2 separate regions of the Sus scrofa genome follow, and region 2 is linked to region 1. A link is a contact called in public HiChIP or PLAC-seq data. All regions are on one chromosome and are shown on one strand. The core of a region is the stretch at or near the end of the contact, and the rest is flanking DNA. Distances in the headings are between cores, read along the strand shown. Region 1 holds the start of CD40 (CD40 molecule). Region 2 holds the start of SLC35C2 (solute carrier family 35, member C2).

Region 1 (5,035 bases), core at 1,599-4,098:
GGAAAGGCAGAGATGACAGCACAATCTGGGGCAGTAAGTTGAAGGCAGGAAGGACAGTTAGAGATGCAGGCCCCGAAACTCATGGCCTCGAGGACCTGTGGGCTTAAGAAGTGAGGGATCTGGGGAGTTGCTTCAAACCTGAGAGTGGCACAATCAGGTTGGCATATTAGAACCATCTGGTAACCGGATGCCGGCAGTGCTGCAGACTTGACCTGCAAGGCACACTTCTCACCCATTCACCTGGCCCTGTGATCTTCCTCCAAAGGGCTTTTCTTCTGTGACTCCAAAATCCTGGGTCTCCATTCTTTGGAATGTCCTTTGCCCTATTCCCATGATTAAGCCATTCACAGTTCCACCCTTTGATGGTATCTGACATGTTGCCACCCTCCCCATAAGCATCTCCTCCCTTTCCTCCTCCAGCATCCTCTCCCCGGACCAAAGAGATGCAATGCCTTCTCTGGGCCTGTGCCCGCCAGCCCGTGTGTCTCCTCGGGATATTCACATACTAAAATATCTTCCCTTTATCTCATCCGGTCTTCGCCCCATGGGGCAACCCGAAGGCTACTATTTATTCTTTCACACATTAATTTAAGCTGCTTTAATTGCTGCTATGATATGTTTTATATAATATAATTAATGTTTTAATTCTGTGTACTTGCTTCCCAAGGCAGTTTTGTGAAGGGCCCAATTTTAGAATCAAGCAAATAAAGAATAAGTAATGGCTGAATTTATGAGAGTAACGCCCCCCACTTCCCCCCTAGGAATTAAAACTCTGCTTGTGTTTTCAAAGTGGGTTAAAAAGGGAAAAGATATTTTAAGGTTCTCTTCATCCCAGGCATGCTTGTGTGGCTTTCACGAAGCCCCCTGGTCCCTAATTTCAAGTGTTCCTAGACTACTGGTGTCTGATCACCCACGTGAGGTCTGTGTTGAGGCTACTAGCTTTGTACCCGCTTCCCAATGGAGTCTGTGCCTAGAATGAAAAGTTACTGAACCTACTCATTTATTCATTCAGCAGATGCGTATTGGTGCCCAGGACTGGGATAGATTCTGTCCTGCCCTCAAAGAGCTCGAAGTCAAACGGGGCCAGGCAGATGGGGTGACAGTCCAGCAGGCTAATGCTGTGAGTGCACAGTAGGGGGCAGGGGCTAAGGGGGGGTAGAATATCTACCTCTGTCTCAGGCAGGGAGTTAAGAGGAGGTGAAATTTAAAGGGGTTCCAGGAAGGGAGAAGGAAAGAAGGCAACAGCAAGACACAGTAAGAAAAAAAATTGTGTGTTTGGAAAATGGGGAGAAGGCGAGTATGGCTGAAGCCAGTGTTCATGGGAGGACATGGCAGGGTGTGAGTGTGGGGAGAGAGGGTGAGGCTGAGTGGAGACCAGCCACGCTGTGTCAGGAGGACTTTGGAGCATCCTGAGGGCATAGGAGAGTACAAAGAGGTTTCTAAAGTTTGAAGTGCCTCATCAGACCAGATCTTACAAATAGGACTGCAACAGTGCACCCAGAGAGAGAGAGAGAGAGAGAGAGAGAGAGAGAGAGAGAGAGAGAGAGACAGGCAAGAAGGGGGAAGAGGGAGGGAGAGGTAGAAAGAGAGGGAGGAAGCTGTCTGGAACATAGCAGAAGCTGAACAAATGCTTACTGAATGAATGAGGCTGCCGGGACAGCAGGGGTGAAAGATGCTGACTCAGAATTCTGGTAATAGCAAAGGGGATAGAAAAGAAGGGATGGATTCCAGAGGTAGAATCTACACATCTGCAAATGTGCCCTTTGCAGTAGCAGCCCTCTCCTCTCCCATCCTCTCTGGTCCTGTGTAGTGTGTTCTTTTGGCCCGGCCCAGAAATTCAAAGCTTGGAGGGCCACCACCCCAAATGCTATCTAGTTCAAACTCCTCAGGTTTCATTGAAGAAAGCTGAGGCTCAAGGAAATGCATCCCATCAGAGGCAGAGCCTAGACCAGAACCCAGGTGTTTCCTGCTGCAGAGCAGAGTGAGTTAACACTGGTTCAAGAAACGGCTTGGAGAGCCTGAACCAGGGAAATAACAGGTACAAGGGTGTATGTGTTTCTGCAGAACTAGGGGATCCTCAGTCTTCTAAGATTCTCAAAGGGTCCTACCATCCCACAGAAGGCTGGTCTACTCTAAGTGACTGTCTCCAGACGGCAGATGGGAACTGGGAGGGAATAGACTCTGATAGGGATTGCATGGATGGATGGATGGATGGGGAGGCTGGGACGCTGAGCCCACGCGAGGGAATTTCCTTTGAAAGAGAGTGAAACTGTAAGCTGGGAAACTCTTTTCCTTGAAATGCCTCCCCAGCCCTCCTCCCACGCCCCAGCTGTGGCCTTCCCGTTTTCTGGGAACTTCCTCAGGCCTCTCCATCCACGCGGTGGGGGACGTTTTTCGGTTCTGTCGGGATTGCCAGAGGCGGCGGGGAAGAACCGCGGGGAGTTTTCCCAACACCCGGAGGGATCTCTCTTCCCTCCCCTCGGCCCCCCCCCAGCTCCGCCCAGGAAGCAGGCTGCCTCCTGGCTCACCTAAGCTTGGCCTTCGTAGTCCCAGGGGGGCGAGGAGCCCCAAGAAGGGGCTTTTCCTGGACCATACGTCCCCCTTCTCCCCAACTCCCGCCAAAGCGCGTCCCTAAACTCCCGAGGGAATTAGACCACTTGGGAATGTCCTAGGGGAAATCCCGGGGAGGGGCAAGGCCGGGAACTCCGCCCCCCGCCAGGGAGGCTGGTCGCGATTGGTTCCCGAAGACCCCGCCCCTTTCCTGGGAGGTCCGTGGACTGGGACAGGGGAACTGGTAGAGGCCCAGTCCCCGCGGCCTCTGCACTGGCTGCCTGGTTTACGCCTCGCCATGGTTCGTCTGCCTCTGAAGTGTCTCCTCTGGGGCTGCTTTTTGACCGCCGTAAGTTGAATTTCTGTTCCAACCAGAGGCGGGAATTTGAGATTTGAGAGTAGGGAATGGGAAGAGAAGTGAGACTTTGCGGAGGGGAACTTCCTAGCTGATTTGGGGGGTGCGGGGCAGCTGGGTGGAAGCTGGGTAAGGTACACGGGGTCCTGGCTGAATGGGGTGGGCTGCCTCTCTCTCCTCCCAGGCAGAGGGGTCTCAGGTAGCCCACAGAGAGCGCATGGTGGGGTCACTGTAGGAAACTTGCCTAGCCGGCGGCGATGGGGCTGCGGTTTGGGGAACCTGAAGCTTTATCTGGTCAGACTAGAGTCCTGGAGTAGGGGTCTGCCGGGGGCTGGCCACAACGAGACACGACACCGCCACACGAGACACAGGACGGGTTTCCGAAGTGGGGAGGGAGCCCAGCCAAGGGAAAGGGTTGGTCTGGCCAGTTTCCTGTCTCTTTCCTATTGTGGACAGATGCCAGCCTCTGTGAGTGGTTATCACCTCCTGGCCAGCTGGGGCTGCCTTCTTTTAGGGCATCTTGTGGGAACAAGGGATGAATGCAGAGGCCCAGGTGCTTCTTTGAGAAGCCTAGGAGCTTTTAACACTCCCACCTCCAGCCCCAAATCCTGAGTGATCTGACTTAGGAGGGATATCTAAGGCTGTGTTTCTGCCTCCTGAGTTTAAGATGACATAGGAGACTCTGGGGGAAATGAACAGTTTATGGGAACACGAAAGGGTTAGAAGCCCAGTGGGGGTTTCTCTAGGCACCAGAAAGGCTCGGATATGCCCAACCAAGCATATCTCCGGAATTTTCAGAGGCCCACACTTGACTCGCTTTTAGTTTAAATGTATTTTTGTAGTTCCTCATTTTGGAGGCCGGGAATCCCCCCAGTACCTGACACTCTCATTCCAGCCCCTTCGGTCTCCCCCTAACTTTCAAGGGCTGTAGTTTCTGGCATGAAGGCAGAACAGGAATGACCCATGAAGTAGGGGGTTGGCAGCCAGGGAAGAGAGGGGAGGCTGCTTTGGTCTCAGTGCTTTCATGTTCACTCTAAGCAATGGCTCTCAGGGAGAAAGGAGGCAGGAAGAGGGCTCATGGAGAAGAAGCGGAGGAAACGCCGGGGGAGATAGGATGAAGCGTGGTCTGGGCTTCTCAAGAGCAAACTCCCAGTTATAGCTCCAGGTTGAGATGAAGCTCAGCAACAGCTGGAGCTATTTATGGAGCGTTTCCTGGGTGTCAGGCTCTGAGCAAAATGCTTTACTCTCTGTCTGACTTCTTTCAACTCCCCCATTATACAGATGGGCACACTGAGGCTCAGAGAGAGACAATGTCTTGCCCAAATTCTTATAGCTAGGTGGAAACTGCATGTAAATCTTCATCTGCCTGATTCCTGAGCCTGCCTCTCAGATGGTGAGAGTCTCCAAACCTTGGTCCTGAGCTACTTGGTGTCAGAAGGACTGAAGCTGTGAAGTGGGAACTGGGGATTGACAGATTTTCAGAGGAGGAGCTAAATTTCTCATGTGTTTGAACATGGCATAAAGGACTTTCATGGTTCTGGGAGCGTGGTGGGAACATCCACAGAGTTGCACAGAGAATATATATAGGCTAGCGTGCTGTGATGCGATGGTGGGGGCAGTAGCCTTTTCTGTTTCCTTCCTCATTTGGGGTAAGATGTATTTCCTCAAGTCATTTGCCCACCCACCTGAATGACAGCCACCCATGAGGCAGGATCCTGTACAACCAGCCAGTTAGCCAGGGTGCTAGGCATCCAAGTGAATACTGGTATATATGTATGCTAATTAAAACTGCCATTTAGGAGTTCCCACTGTGGTGCAGTGGGTTAGAAATCTAGCTGCAGCAGCTCGGGTCACTGGGGAGGTGGGGGTTCCATCCCCTGCCCTGCGCAGTAGGTCTCAGCTGCGAGGCAGATTCAATCCCTTGCCCAGGAACTTCCACATGCTGCGGGTCGGCCGTAAAAAACAAAAACAAAAAATAAAAACACCTGCCATTTAATGAACACCTATTATTGTGTTCCAGAGCCTATGCCAGGCCATATATATCAATTCTTTCTCATTTTCACAAACCAATCTTTGGGGTGAGTAGTGTTATTCCCATTTGAGAGATGTAGAAACTGAAGCCAAGAGAGG
Region 2 (5,035 bases), core at 820-3,319, 240 kb after region 1:
ATGGCTAAGGCATCATCAATTTTTTTTTTAATTCTGTGTGTAGATCGTTTTTATTCACCATAAATTTCATCTGAGGATAATAAAGCGGGGGTTGTTAAGGAAATATCTGTCGTTAAAAAGAGGGTGCTGCTTCCAGTGGGCTGAGAACTGCTGTGCTAGGTGGTCTCAGGCGGTCCCCTTCCTTGAAATGCAAGCTCACATCTCCTTGAAGTGGCTCCCTCCCTCTGACCTCCCCATCGGCTCCAGAAGAATATGCACTGCCTCCTTATCCTTTCTGCTTCGATGTCTAGCATCAGGCACCTTGGACCAAACCTGTTCAGGACTGACTCCTGTTTCCCAGGACTCATCCACCCTCTGTCCAAATCTTCCCACTTCAGCCAGCAGCACCAACATCTGGTTGCTCCGGCCAGGATTTTTTTGGGGGTGTGTGTGTGGGGGGGATACATCCTTGGCATGTGGAAGTTCCTGGGCCAGGGATCAAAGATGAGCCACAGCAGTGACAACATGAGATCCTTAATTGCTAGGCCACCAGGGAACTCCCAGAAATCTTGTCCTCATCCTTGACTCCTCTCTTTTCCTTGGCCCACATTCAATCAGCAAATACTGCCTGCTCTATCTTAAAAAAAAAAAAAAAAAAAAAAAATCCCATACAGGGTCCCATCTCCTGACCGCCACCACTAGGCTCTGAATCACCATGGTCCCCCCCCCACCCCAAACACACACACACAACGCACTGGTCTCCTCTGTGGTTCTCTCTGCTGCCTGCACCTCCACATCAGACTCCTGCTCACACAGCTAGAGTGGAGCACATGGGCACCAAATCCACATCTAAGAGAACTCCAGGCCCGTGCACCTTCCTCTCTACAAACATTTCTCAGCTTTGGAATGACTGACACTTGGGGCCAGATCATCTTCTTTGGGGAGATGGCCTGTCCTGTGCATTGGAGGATGTTCCACTGCATCCCCAGGTCTCTCCACCCTTGATGCCTGGAGCATCCCTTCCGCCTCATCCCAAGTTGTGACAACCAACAATGTCTGCTAAATTTCACCTGGGGGACAAATCTGCTCCCTATTAAGTCTGACTGCTGACATCCCATGGGCAACCCCAGGGCATGCCGGCGCTAAGACTGCTGTCCCCTTCCAAGCTCCCAAGCTGGGGCAGTCTGCATCCTCCTGGGAATCGCCTTCTGGCGCCTTCTTGCTTTTGGTGCGGTTCCTGCTCCATCACTGCCATGCTGTCCCTCCACTGTTCAAATCCTACCCTTCCTTCCAGGAACCAGTCCAGGTCCCCTCACTGCAGGGAGTCCCCATGACGACGGGAGCCCCCAAGGAGCACCTTCTCAAAGTTAACAAGCCTTCTAATTGGTATCCCTACTTCCTCTTCGCCCTCTATGGTCTGGAGTTCACAGTTCAGCGGGAGGGATGGCTTCAGCACAGAAAACAGACCAGGCCCTCACTGGCCCAAGAGGAAGGCCTCCTACCCTCTGGCCTCTGCCCACATCTGCAACCTCATTCTTCCCTCCCCTCCTTTCTGCCACGCTGGCCCCTGGTCCAACACAAGCCTGTGTGCTTCCTTGCATGTGCTGTTCCCTCTGCCCAGTACACTCTTCCACCGACCTTTGCTTGGCTGAACCTCCAGGGGTGTGGGTAGGGGACCCTCCTAATCCTCGTGGCACCTCCCACTGCCTGACGTTTCCTCATTTGCCTACGTGATTACTGTTCATCTCCAACTCCCACCCCACGGCGGGATGCGGCCTCTCCAAGGGCAGGGCTGGCTCGGCGTGATGCCTGCCTGGGTCACGTCTCGGGTGCTCGGGAAATGCCGGGGGGTGGAGGGAGAGCGGAGCGCGCGCGGAGCCTCGGGCTCCTCCAAGACGGGGACACCGAGGCCCGGGAGGGGCAGGTCCCCGGTGGGCCCCAAGCTGTGGCACGCGTTGCCAGACTGGGACCCCGCTCCCAGTCCTGCCCGGGTCCCCCCTCCCACCGACCCCGGGAGCGCGCCGAAGGCCCGCCGCGCGCCCACTCACCTCGTAGCGGGCGCTTGGGATTCCTCCTCCCGGAAGTGCGAGGCCGAGCGCCGCCACCCGCCCGGGGAACTTCTGCCGGAAGCCGCCGAGGGCGGGGCGGGGCGGGGATGGGGGCGGGGCGGGGGCGGGGCCGAGGGCGCTCTGCGGAGACCCCGTGCAGCGCGCCCTCGCTCTGCTTCACGGGTTGCTCCCGGCGCCCCGCGCCGAGCAGGGTCTTGGGCTGTGGTTGTTTGTCTCCTGGGTTCCACCGGGGTCTCGGCCTGGAGCCCCGGTGCCTCCTGCAGACCCCTGCGCACCTCTGGCAGCCAGAAAACCGTCAGCTGCTTACAAATTAAGTATTTACTTTCTCCAAGCTAGTGCTGGGCAACCATGGAAACACTAAGCTCTCTCCTGGGCTTTTTCTTCTGGGAGCTCAAGCCAGCTGGGGAGTGATGTTAGGGGCTTTAAATATTAGGACTTAGAAGATCCATGAGAGGTAATAAATAATAAACATTAAACATTTTCTGAATGCCTGAACCTTTAAAGAATGATCTCAATTTCAGTGAGTCGGAGAGCATCCCAGACTGAGGAAATAAGGAGGCCAGAAGAAGACTGGAGCCTGGCTTGGAGCCCACTTGTTTATAAAAAAAACCATGGTTGGAAAAGTAACCAAGGGGCAGGTTGCAATGAGCCCAAAAATGCCAGTAGGGAGTTGGGATCCTCCTCATCTTGCAGGATGGATTAAAAGGCCGAGAGCATATGGAGAGAGGGAAACATTTGGAGGCTAGGGCAGGCTAGGGTTGCAGATTGAGGCCCAGTTTGGGACTTTTTGCCTCCTAGATCTGTAGCTCTAAGGCTGGCTGCAAACAGGAGTCCTTGCAATGGACTCAGCTGGGCTCCCTGGCCTCGCTGAACAGAAGGATGGAGGCCAGAGTGTCAAAGCAGTTCATTATGCAAGCCGCTGCTGCCCAGCCCCACCAGCTGGCATCACGCAGGCATTCGCTCATTCAGCACTTACCATCACCTACAATGGCACCCAGGCTCTGGGCTTTATTCAGCCCCCAAGGCTGCATGCACTTGCTGTGCCTTTTGAAAGTGCTGATTCTCAGCCTCTTCTCCCTCAGAGGCAGGATGCAGTATCTACATCACCGTCCTCATTCTAGCCTCCCAGCTACCAAGGCTGAGGTTTGGAGCTACGGCGTAAAACACCAGCTGGTAGGCTGGGCACCAAGCATCGGCAACACACAGGGTGAAGAACTTGCCTTTTCTGTAAGGCATGAGGACTGGAGCTGTTCCTGGCTGTGTCCCTGGCAGGAAGAAGAGGGAGGACATGTCCACGCGGGTGTAGAGTATGCCTTTTCCTGCTGTACCCGGCAGGCTTGAGCAGAAAGCACTTTGTCTTGGTGTGACAGTCTGTGGCATCATTAACCAGCAGGGGTGTGTGTGTGTACCCGCGTGCACGCAGGCATGAGCTTGGTGGGGGCAGAGTCCTTGAAGAGGAGGAAGGGACTCTTGGAAGGGACTCTTGACGGCTCCAGTTGGAGCTCGCTAACATCTCCCAGACACACTGCAATGAAGCCTTGTCAAGGTGAAAGCTCCCTTGGGCAGGGAGCAAGTACAGAGAAAGAGCTGTTAATAGGAACGAGTTTGTACATGAAAGAGTATTTATTGAAAACATGGTTACTGACAGGAAGCTCCCAGCCACTCAGGTTACAATCTTAGCCCACAACTGGAAGTGTTACCTTTTTGTTTTTTGGCCTCCCATTTTATTTTCCCTCCAACATTCCATCCTAGGATAGGTAGATCTTATATAAATATATATACACGTCTGTATAAGTATGGCCTATAGTAAAGAAAATATATAGTACCCTCTTCATTGGGCAGTACCCACCATGCCAGGCTACCAATACTGAATGCCCCTGTGTTTACACGTGGCCAAGGAGAGAGGCTGTGCGTGTGGTTTACAAGCGCTGCAGCACCAGGGAAGGCCCACTGGCACAGCTGTGGCCTTGCCTGGCCCCAGCCGGCTCCCTGAAATCAAAGCCAATGGGAGGAACCACAGCGCTGGGCCAGAGAGGAAGGACAGGCAAGCCTCCTGAGTCTGGAAGGCCAAAGGGAAGCAAACGGGAAGGCTGCCATTCAGGTTAGGGGGCGATTTCTCCCCGAAGAAGGAAAAGACAAAGGGGGGGACGTGGAATCTAGTGACCTCACCTCAGTCTGGGCCGAGGCCACATCTAGGCTTTCCCTGTAGAGTCCCTTGAGACTAAGAGGGTGGGACTTAGCCTGCTTGTCTCTGACTTGCCAGGATGAGCGACTGAGGCCTTGTAGGGAGAAATGTCCATCTGCCCACCCAACTGTGTGAGCAGGAGGATCCGGTGGCTCTGGAGACCAGAGATGTCAGAGCCAGACCTCGGCGGCGGCAGCAGCAGCAGCAGCAGCGGCAGCAGCATGATGGCCTTGGACGAGGCCAGGATGAGCCCTCACGAAGACGGCAAAAGCAGGGGCAAGGCATCTACTACGCAAAGGCCGAGGCCTCCACTTAGATCTGAGACACAGGCACGGGCTCCCAAAGGCAGCCTCCCCATGGCTCTCAACACGCTCAGCACATGTGTCCTCTGCAGGCAGCCTGTCCTGGGCCAGCTCTGGCCCACATGGAGAGCCAGCTGACTGGCGAGCGGGCTCAGTTAGAAAAGGTGAGTGGCTGTTCTTAACTCCAGCTCAAGAAGCAGTTTCTTGGCCTGGAAGGCAAGGGCGTGTGCTGTTCATTCCTCACGGCCCGATCCCAAGCTCCACGGTGACGGGGCGGGCAGAGCACCCGCCTTCACGACTCAGAGTGGACAGGGACCAAGAGGAAGCTCTGGGTGGTCCGAGGTGGGTTTGAGGAGTGACTGGCATTGACTGGCCACCACAGTCACTACAGATTCTGTACAAGCAAAAGACAAGGCACCAGACTGTGAATGTTTCTCCTGGGCCCCAAGTCCCTTGCTGGGTGCCGCTGACTCTGGCTCTGGCCTCAGCCGTAGTGATAG

What was found. HiChIP or PLAC-seq counts read pairs in DNA pulled down with a chosen protein or histone mark.
Region 2: an H3K27ac HiChIP or PLAC-seq map of alveolar macrophages shows a contact between it and region 1. The contact joins the promoter of SLC35C2 here to the promoter of CD40 in region 1. A contact is called at or near these places in 2 of 47 Hi-C or Micro-C datasets (embryonic fibroblasts and fetal skeletal muscle) and 1 of 2 datasets of contacts at active chromatin or transcription factors (alveolar macrophages).

What each region holds. Positions count from the first base shown.
Region 1 is chr17:48,283,268-48,288,302 of Sscrofa11.1, forward strand. CD40 (CD40 molecule) reads left to right here and starts at 2,849. Exons shown (of 9, transcript NM_214194.1): 1 at 2,849-2,899. The coding sequence starts at 2,849. All of the region lies in intron 1 of LOC106506699 (a long non-coding RNA gene), which reads right to left.
Region 2 is chr17:48,523,043-48,528,077 of Sscrofa11.1, forward strand. It overlaps SLC35C2 (solute carrier family 35, member C2), which reads right to left and starts at 2,070. Exons shown (of 10, transcript NM_001185159.1): 1 at 2,028-2,070. It overlaps ELMO2 (engulfment and cell motility protein 2), which reads right to left. Exons shown (of 21, transcript XM_021078300.1): 21 at 3,657-5,035. The coding sequence ends at 5,020.